Regions from separate parts of the Mus musculus genome. Here regions 1 and 3 are each linked to region 2. Evidence: chromatin contacts called from public HiChIP or PLAC-seq and promoter capture Hi-C data. All regions are on one chromosome and are shown on one strand. The core of a region is the stretch at or near the end of the contact, and the rest is flanking DNA. Distances in the headings are between cores, read along the strand shown.

Region 1 (3,376 bases), core at 69-2,568, 1.7 Mb before region 2:
AGAAGGAGATTGCTAGGAATAGTAGGGTTAGCAACCAGATTTAAGCACCCACCCACTTCCTTTCTGCCATAGAAGTCTCTGGCCTGTTTAGGCAGCAGGATGTCTCTGTCTCCTGAGAGAAAAACCAAATTTTCCTGATTTGGCAATAATCAGACAGCTGTTTGTGTCCAGGTTGGCTCTTCCTCATTCTCTCAGTTTGGATATCATAGGAAATCTTTTCTCTCCTTTTTTGTTTTTATGAGACAGGGTTTCTCTTTGTAGCCCTGGCTGTCCTGGAACTTGATCTGTAGACCAGGCTGACCTTGAACTCAGAGTGCTGCCTGCCTCTACCCCCCCCCCCCCCCCCGCCCCAGTGCTGAGATTAAAAGCATGTGCCACCACTGCACAGTTGAGAAATGGGATTTTTTTTTTTTTCGAGACAGGGTTTTTCTGTAGCCCTGGCTGTCCTGGAACTCACTTTGTAGACCAGGCTGGCCTCGAAGTCAGAAATTCTCCTGCCTCTGCCTCCCAAGTGCTGGGATTAAAGGAGAAATGGGATTTTAAAATCCCATGCCCAACTAAACTGGAGTAGAGGGCAAAAGGGGTCTCTTATGTAGCCTGGGCTGTCTTGAAACTCTCTATTTAGACCAGGATGGCCTCAAACTCACAGAGATGCTCTTGCCTCTGCCTCCAGAACTCTGGAATTAACGGCATACGTCACCATCACACCACAGTCACAGATTTAGCTGAGGAAAACATTAACGTTTAGCTGTCTTCCTTCCCAGCTTTTCTGTTTGGATAATTATCCCTGAGAAAGGGATCAGTCCAATCCTAGAATATATATAAAATACATACAAATAAATTTTATATATATATATAAAAACACACACACACACGTTTGGGAGAATCAAACGTGGTGTTTAAAAAAAAAAAAAAACAGTAAATTCAGCAGTAACAAGCTTATGCCAAGTTGTGTTTGTAAAGTAGCCAGTCTTCGAAATCTGGAGACAATAAAAGACTATAGTAATTCAAAATTTACAATTGGTTTCGACAAATAGCTTTGGTCTCTTAAAGCTACCCCACTTAACTAGGAACAGGAAGGGTCGCAGAGACTACACTTCCCGTGATTCTCAGTGAAGCAAACAATGGTTGGAGTGTATCACGACACGTGTTGCTTGCAAGGCGCACTAAAGCTGACGTCTTCTCTGTCTTGAAGGCTGTCGGTAGTTGTAGTTTTGTTGAGCCTAGGGCGCTCAGATGTGTCAGCTTGAAAGCTGCGGGGACTGACGGGACTTGTAGTCGCCGCTGGAGGCGAGCGCGCAGGCGCAGCTGCGATCGGGGCGGGGTGGGGCGGGAGCACTGCAGTGAAAGCCGAGGCAGCAGACAGGCGAGCTGGGGGCGGGCGGACATCTTGGGATCCGAGAGTGGCCAGGCCGGCCTTGTGGGGGCTGCTGACTCCAGGTGAGCTGGGAGGCTTGACTTAGAGGTCCTTATCAGGCGACGAGGGTGCTGTGGTAGCCTGCCTTGCCCTGCACGGTGCTGGGTGGAAAACTGCCCGCACCGGGGAGTGGCCTCAGCCTTCAGACCCGGGAGGGAGTAGACAACCGGGCGGGGGTGCCTTGGGCGCGATTGCAGCAAGGGCGGGGAGCAACGCCTTCCAGTGACCCGCCAGGCGTCTCCGGGAAGAGACTAGGGCTGGAATCCTAGAGCGGGAGACGCCGCGCGGCGCCCCATCCCTAGAATCCTGACAACCGCTCAACCCCGGGGTTTCCTATTTCCCCATCCCCCAGGACATTGACATCCCCTGGTGCCACTCCCTTGGACAGTGACAGGTCTCTCTCGAACACTGAGAGATTCCATCCTCCTGGTTTACCCCCACGGCTCTTGTACCTCAGACCTGTGACAGCCCCCGCATCCCGTGGTGACATCTCCCGGGCCTAGATGTCTTCTCCTCCCTCAGCTGAGAAAAACTCCACCAGCCCCCTATGCTTCACTAACAGAAGAGTAGGCCCTGTCTCTCAGCTTTCTCTTTTTCTTGTCTATCTCTTTTCGCTGTTTTTCGCTCCTCCCAAGCTCCTATGACCTTTGCCATAGGAGACCTTTAGGGACTCCCACAGCTGTATTTGGTGCTTTGGGGTCATCCTGGTCTTTTGCTAGCAATTCCAGCTAACCCTTTCCTTAACTAAATATTGCATTTTCGTCCAGGACACACACACACCGCCCCCCCCCCCGAGGTCACACACACCATCCCCCACCCGAGGTTGATACCTGTGGACTTGGTCCTTTGCTCAGCGCTCAACCTCCATTTTGCATTTTCTTTCTCACCTTCTTTGGACTTGTCACTGGGCTTCAAGGGTTAACTTTTCAGTTTCAAAAAGTCTGTTAAACTAACCTCAGTGAAATTAATATCTGGACTAATCCAGAAATCTAGAACCAGATTAACCCCGTTACTCAAATATTCTACCTTAATTTTGACCAAAATAATTTGGGCAGTCGAGGCATTCTGTTATCCCTGCCCATTGCTTGGTAAACACCAGGCCAGAAGTGACTGACTTGGCAGATTTGGAGACACAATTTAGATGGCAGGATTAATGCTACTACATACAGACCTAATTTTTGTCACACTTAGAAATTTTGAAAAGACAGTAACCAGAAATAACTGTAAAAGGGGCTCAGCATTGAAGAGTTCTTACTGCTTTTCCAGAAAACCTGAGTTCAGGTCCCGGCACATGTCATTTGGCTCAGTACCACCCTAACTCAGGCTTGAGGGGTGGAGGGCAGTGTTCAGTCTAACACCTAGCTTCCACACATACAGCACACTGGCATGTACCTGTGTGTCGGTAAAAATGAAATCTTTTAAAGAACTTATTAAGCGGGCCTCTGTTCCTTTGTCTGCTTATCTCTCTGCCTGGGAAAGATGTGCCTGCTTCAGCCACCTTCCTGGCTCTGTGTTAGAGCCTAAGGGCCTCTTCCCTCCCAGCCCCACCTCACCCTGCACACCCTTTCCTGGAATGTGTAGACTTCTAGAGGGTCATGCTCCGTTGCCTTCTTGGAAGGGTAATGCTTGCTCTAAAGGTTATGCCTGGTGGCAGGCCCAGGCTCAAGCCAACTAGAGTAATCCCTCCCGCCACGCCATTCCTGCATCTGCAGGCAGGCCTTCTCTGTGACTCACTGGAAGCAGCAGGAGTGAGAGTGCACAGTAGGGGGCTGAGCTCGGCCTTGTGGTTACTTTCCTCAGCCCTCAGAAAAGGCTGGATAAAAATGGCCTAAATCCCCGGGCCTCACACTCTTAAAGTGCTGTCCCCTATCCAGTGTGGAAAAACAGGAACTGGAGCCTCGGGAGGGCTGCGGAGGACTTGGGAGTCACTTGCTAGAGGACTGAGTCAGGAAACAAGGC
Region 2 (3,375 bases), core at 687-3,186:
ATTGAAAATCACCAGAAGGTGCATCTTACTAAAAACAAAAAAACCAAACCTCTAACAGGAGTAACAATTTCTCAGCTCTTTCAAAATGGTACCCACTTTCATTCAATTGCTTTTTTTCTCCCTTGAGTAATGTGACCCACAGCTAATACTAGGAAAAATTTCCACAGGTATGATGATGCATACCTATTTAGTCCCAAAGCAACAACAAAAAACTATTTGCTTTTAATTCTAAACAGACTAACTTCAACTTCGGAAGGCAGGCTCAACATCGTAAGGTACATGTGGGTGAAATTAGGAGCTCAAACAATACGAACTTACAAGTTGGGATGTAGTTTAGTAGTAGGGGCTTGCCCATCACTGAGACTAGGTCCCATTCTCCATTATCAGAAAAACAACATTCTGTCCCACTCCCCCATCGCTTTCTTTCCTTAGGTAAAAGGCACGCACTGGTTGACACTGAACTTTAAATTGTCTTAGGGACTCATCTCCGTATATAAAAGATTACATCCGTTCAAATTACTCTTTTTGGGTTCAAGTTCACCATGGAAGTCCAAGAATGCTCTCTACCAAACCGTCAAAGGCCTTTTAGAGTTTACTAACCAAAAAAATAAACTGTGAACTAGTGGTTAAGTGTTCCTGTGAACTTTTTGCGAAAATAAAAACGTTAGTACAGGAAGGGCAAAACAGCCATTCTTATGATGCTTGTAAGCCGTTTCCAAACTGCAATTACCTGTTCACTGAGCCCTGGACTTCCGCATCTTCACGTGACAGTTTTTAATCTAAACTCTACAGCCACGCCACATGCGCCTCATTTGTTCAGCTTTGGGGCTGGGTCTAGTCCAGGCCCATTGTATACAATCTAATCAACCTCTACCGATTTTCACCCTCTGGGAGGTGGAAGCTTAAAAATAAAATCCCGTCGACTTCAGAGTTTAATAGCGCCATCAATTGTCGCCAATGGTTTCTCCTTCCCAAGTCCCCCCAGGGGTAGGGAGGCTCTATACAACAACGCCTAACGACCTTGCGTTCTATTCCAGTAAGCTCTCAACAATGGGAGAAACGCTGTAGCACAAAGCCCTCCAACTAACGGGGCCCCCAATCCCCCTCAGCCGTTTCCGTCTCCAGATGCTCCAAGAGCCCCCTACAGCTAGCTGTCCCTTACCGGGACCAGGAGGCCCTCCATCAACCGAAAAGCATCAGTCAGTCCCCATAGGCTCCCGGCCACACGTGGCTTTTCTCCGCTTCACCCTTGGACCCCGGGTGGCGAGGCGGCAAAGCCTGGCTGCAGGGAGCGGCGGCTCCGCCATTTTGTGCCTCTGGCAGCGCGCCCGGCCCGCGAGCCCAAGATGGCTGCGGCGCGGCTTCGCAGGAGAGCAACGGCGAAAGAAGATACCGTTCCCATCCCCCAACGCCGACGGACGCCGCGGCCATCTTTAGCCTCCCCCCGCCCCGTAACGGGGGGAAAGGAAAAAAAAAAAAAACGGTCGTGGCGGGTGCGAGGCACACAGCCCGCCCGCGGCCTCCCTCCGACGAGAAGCGCCGGCCACCAGGCCCTCCGGCGCCCCGGCTCCCTCCGCACGTCAGGCTCCCGACACCCGGCTGCACCGGGCCGAGAGGCCTAGAAGAAGTAGCAGGGTGGGGACCGCGGCCGCCCGCGCAACTCCGCGCTTACCCGCTCGCCGTAGTTCTGCTCGCCGCTGTCGCTCATGACTCCGGGTCGCTGTCACCGCTACGGGCCTTTCCTGAAGCTGTCAAGCTCCCGCCTTCCTTACAGAGGCTCCGCCGCAGCCTAGCGCGACGCCACACTTTTGCGAGGAGCTCGAAGCCGACACGCTCCGCACCACCTCCGCACCGGTCTAACACTGCCGGATGTGACGCCACGCTCTTTAACCTGGTCCCACCCACTCCCCCGAAGGCGCGCTTTCCTGGCCCCTCCCACTTCGACGCGCCTTCCAACCGCTTTCTCCTGCAGGGGCGCTTCCCAAACCGGACGTGACGTCTACCTTACCGCCCTGCCCCTCCCCTCCCCTAGTACCCGGCCACAGCGTGGCGGGAAAGTGTGCGCCTGCCTTTGGGCGTCTGTTGTGGTCTCCTCGGGACACCGTGATGTCCGTAGCCTTGCCACACTCGTTTCTGGAACCTTCTAGAGAACCGTCCTGGGTGGAAGAAGAGAAGAGATGGTTGTACATTCCTCCATGCCTTTGTTCTGTCTCACTAGTTTCCTCTCCTTTTGTTCTCTCATGATCTAGGAGAGAACACAGCCACACACTGGATTCTCACCTCCCGTTTATTTAGACTTAATTCTAGAGCTTTCCTTCCTAAATAAAACCTCCATTTAAAACTCTCGCAATTTAAACCGGGCATTAATGGTGCATGCCTTTAATCCCAGCACTAAAGAGGCAGAGACAAGCAGATCCCTGAGTTTGGGGACAGCTTGGTCTACACGGAGAAACCCTAGCTCAAAGCAAACAAACAAATTGAGGTTTGAGACAAAGCCTCATTGTGTTGCCTGGGTTGACCTTGAACCCACCGTGTATGTTATATAGCCTAGGCTGATGTTAGGAATGTATTAACCCTTCTGGGTCAGCCTCCCAAATCCTGGGATTATAGTTATGAACTATCAATCCTATGGCCTGGTGTGGTAATACACGCCTTTAAGGCGGATCTCTGTGAGTTCCAGGTAAGCCGAATATACAAAGCGAGTTCCAGGACAGTCAGGATTACACAGAGAAACCTGGTCTCATTCCCCACCCTGACTCCCACCTGGGGAAATGGAAAGGAAAGAAAGAAATGGAGAAAGGAAAGCCAGGCAGGGTGGTGCACACTTGTAATCCTTGTAATCGCAGCATGAGAGGTGAGCCCAAGGACAGTTAGCTGTTTAAGGCCAACCTGGGCTACATGAGCGGGCCCCCTTCAAAAAGTGACACAAAACAGAAAATAATTCAAGAGAAACGGGCCTGTAGTAATGGATTTCTGTTTGGGAGAAGCCGCCTGCCCTCTAGCCTCTAAGGATAGCATGAAAGAACACTGAAGATATCTATAGAAAACCATGCCAAATGAGTTCTTGAGATGAATACCATTTTGACAGTCTTCTTGTTTGGTTTGGTTTGGTTTTTTTTTTTTTTTTTTTTTTTTTGGTTTTTCGAGATAGGATTTCTCTGTGTAGCCCTGGCTGTCCTGGAACTCACTCTGTAGACCAGGCTGACCTTGAACTCAGAAATCAACCTGCCTCTGCCTCCCAAGTGCTGAGATTAAAGGCATGCACTACTGCCCAGCGACAGTCACATAGCTTCCGTGAATATTCTGAGCTACAGGATGATCCAACACTCGCAGTTTCAATGAATAAAACAAAAGCTAATTAATGAAAGAACTGTA
Region 3 (3,164 bases), core at 263-2,762, 1.7 Mb before region 2:
AAACAAAAACAACATCTGTTTGGCATTGGAGAGATGGCAGATGGCTAAGAGATTAAAGTCACTTGTTCTTGCAAAGAACCAGGGTTCCCAGCACCTCCATTGTAACTTACAACCACCCAAATTCCAGTTCCAAGGCATCTGCTGTCCTCTTCTGGTGTCTTTCAGCAGGTGTGCATGTCATTTATGTGCATTCATGTAGGCAAAGCACACGTGTACCTGTGAGAGTCAATACTCTCTTTCCACCACGTGGATCCCAGGAATTAAACTCTGGTTATCAGGTTTGTCAGCAAAGTGCTTTTTACCCTTACCCACTGAGCCATCCCTAATTGTGTGTGTGTATGTGTGTGTGTGTGTGTGTGTGTGTGTTTGTATTTGTTTGTTTTGCTTTTTTCCAACTCTGTGTAGTTCTCCTGCACCACCACTGCATGGCTCCAAATAGTAATTTTAACAAATGGTGTGAGTTATTGGGTGTCTATATGTAAAACAAACAAAAACTCTCTTACCTCAATCTCACAGTTCTGACTGCTCCCACCTACAGCACTCCTTAACTTCTTTTTGCAGAATTGGAATAGGGCATCTTTAGGAGTGCTTGTAAGGGTGACCCCAAATATACTTACCTTCGCTCACTTCCCGGGGTTCCCAGACTCTTCCCTCAAGATCCTAGAGGAGATTTTACAGATCTTCCTAATGTTTTGCAGTGAGAAACACGCGAAAATCCTGCCAATTTCAAGGAGCCTGTTTTTCTGAGCAAGAATGCCCCCACCTTAGGTGCTAGGCTGACGAATGGGAGGCGGGGACCACTGCTGTGACAGGAGCAGCCCCGCACCCTTGGGAAAGCTAGAAGGCTTTACTCTGGAGGCCCTCGTGCAAGGAAGCCGTCCTGCGCATCCTCCCCACTCCCAGAAAAGGAAGGGTATAACAACACTGCAGTGAAGGAGCCCAGGGTGCTTCCGGGTGGGAACGCCGCTGCAGTGATGGGGAGACTGGATTGAGGGCAACCGCTTTGGTGAGCACACAAACGAAGGCACATGCCGCGAAAGGGGAGGTTTCTGCAATAACCTATTTGCTTCTTGTGGGGGGCGAGGCCTAAATGGTTTCCGATGCGGTGATGAGGGAGGGTCACTGCAGTGAGCGGGAGTCCACCCAGGGCGGGGTGGTGGTGGGTGGGCCACTGCAGTGTTGGGAAGAGGGGGGGATGTGTTTGCAGACTCGGCCGCCCTGTTTTGCTCACGAAACTCCTTACCTCCAGAAGGATGGAGAGGGGGCGCTCAGCTTCACTGTGCCGTTGGTGGGGGTCGTGCAGTGGCTGGGGTACTGGCTCTCTGCACTGCGGTCTCTTGCCTGGCTCTGCCGGCCTGAGCTGACGCGCGGAGGCGGTGCGGTGCCCGAAGGAACTGAGCCGCAGCCCCCTCCGCAGTGGCGGGCGGGGCAGAGGCGGGCTGGAGGGGCGGCCTCTTGGAACCCGGGCGGGACTACCAGCCAGCAGCCCGGCTGGCGCCCCTCTCCCGACTCACAGGATCTCAGTGGTAGTTCCGAGGTGGATCGCGCAGGTGCAGGAACAAGGGGCAGTCTGGACATCAGAGGAAGCATCACCCACTCTTGTCTGGTCGCGACGCCCCACAACTCCACCAAGAAGTGACGGTGAGGCTTGGGCTGCCCAAAGGGAGGGGGCGATCCCAAGACCCACCCTGTAGCATCCCCTGTGGCTACCTAGTCTCAGGCCAGCCTGGGCGGGGAGAGCCGCTCTAGATCAGATGACATGGACTCCCGCTGCCGCGACACCTCTGCACATCTGACTTCCCGAGACGCATTTTCCCGTCCCTTTCTAGTTCTTCCTACTGCAACCTTTCAAGACGGTCTACAGCCTCTCTCAGTACTCCAGTCACGAAAGGCAAGGAGAGATAAAGACTGCAGCCTTTTCAGCTCCCGACCTCACCCTGTCCCTGGGGACCCTTGTGAGCTAGGGGCGCCTAGGGCAATGCTGGCCCTTTAAACCTTTGCTTTCCACCCAGAGTATCTTCCATCTCTCCAGAAGCACCACTTCCGACAGCTGGCAACCGTGGAGAGCCAGGAGGCAGGGGGCAGGTACGGGGGCGGTGGTGAGGCCCCGAGAAGGTGCAGGAACAGCTGTGGGCACCACCCCCCAAGCCCCCGGCTCGCAACCCGCAGCGGGACTGGAGGACGCCTGGACTGGAGGGTTAACCATTAACCCTCCATTCCCCCATTGCGGAGAGCTGTTCCCTGCTCCTGCTACCCAGGTAACGGGCGAGGATGCCCATCTTTCCATCCTTGCACACACACACACCCCTCTTGTTATCTGCCCCGCCACCTGTCTGCTTGGACGCTGCGGCTTGGGGGTGGGGGTGGGGGTGGGGGGGTCTCCCGACTCAGCCTTGCTCCCTCTGCAAGCTTTCATCCCCAGGTCCCCAGGTACCCGATAGGGTCAGGTGGCATAGCTAGTTTTCATGACGCTGGAGCGAGGTGCCCCTCATCCAGCCCCTGTTCACGCAGGGTGGGCACCATGCCTGGCCTGTACTGCCCCACCAGCTGGACGCCGCTGCCGCTCACCGACTCCTGCGTCCGGGCCTATGCCAAGGGACCCTGCCTCAGCCTGCGTGCCCGGCTTACCTACCACAACCCACAGCCCCAGCCGGTGGAAGGTGAGACCTGGTGCGGGCGCGGGGAGGTAGCAAATGCCAGGTGGGGTTCGAGAGCAGGTCTGCCTGTTCCTGCTCGCAGGCGTGTTCGTGTACCCTCTGGCTGAGGCGGAGGTGGTATCTGGCTTCGAGGCCGAGGCGGCCGGACGGCGCGTCTCCTTCCAGTTGCATAGCCGGCGCCGATCACAGGCCGCCTGCTGTCGCGCTCTGGGCCCGGGACTAGGGACCTCTACACCCCGCCGCTGCGCACAGGGTAAGCTCCGAGCCCGAGCCCGAGCCCGCGCCCTCGAATGCCAGCTCAGGTTCTTGCACCCTCGTGCCTCCGCTAACATCGCCAGCCTCCTTTCTTCTTCCAGACGCTGATTTTATTTTCCATCCATTGGTTACCCCTTTATCCAGCAGTCATGGACTGGGCATCTAACCTGAACCTGGTACTGAAAGAATGTGGCCCAGGCTGAGTCTGTCCTTCGCAGCCAGGCAGACACAATAGGCACAAAGTAGCTTACA

What was found. Promoter capture Hi-C pulls out the DNA fragments that hold promoters and counts their contacts. HiChIP or PLAC-seq counts read pairs in DNA pulled down with a chosen protein or histone mark.
Region 1: a promoter capture Hi-C map of pre-B cells shows a contact between it and region 2, with 5 times the contacts expected there. The contact joins the promoter of Ap2m1 here to the promoter of Tra2b in region 2. A contact is called at or near these places in 1 of 39 promoter capture datasets (pre-B cells) and 1 of 9 other capture datasets (liver).
Region 3: a contact with region 2 is called in a FOXA1 HiChIP or PLAC-seq map of pancreatic cancer cells. The contact joins the promoter of Vwa5b2 here to the promoter of Tra2b in region 2. A contact is called at or near these places in 2 of 39 promoter capture datasets (cranial neural crest and liver) and 1 of 115 datasets of contacts at active chromatin or transcription factors (pancreatic cancer cells).

Annotation. Positions count from the first base shown.
Region 1 is chr16:20,534,162-20,537,537 of GRCm38.p6, forward strand. It overlaps Ap2m1 (adaptor-related protein complex 2, mu 1 subunit), which reads left to right and starts at 1,319. Exons shown (of 12, transcript NM_009679.3): 1 at 1,319-1,440.
Region 2 is chr16:22,264,069-22,267,443 of GRCm38.p6, forward strand. It overlaps Tra2b (transformer 2 beta), which reads right to left and starts at 1,937. Exons shown (of 9, transcript NM_009186.5): 1 at 1,673-1,937. The coding sequence starts at 1,708.
Region 3 is chr16:20,588,641-20,591,804 of GRCm38.p6, forward strand. Vwa5b2 (von Willebrand factor A domain containing 5B2) reads left to right here and starts at 1,513. Exons shown (of 20, transcript NM_001384105.1): 1 at 1,513-2,258; 2 at 2,512-2,660; 3 at 2,740-2,910. The coding sequence starts at 2,522. It overlaps Gm35685 (predicted gene, 35685), which reads right to left and starts at 1,962. Exons shown (of 3, transcript NR_168482.1): 1 at 1,244-1,962; 2 at 618-660.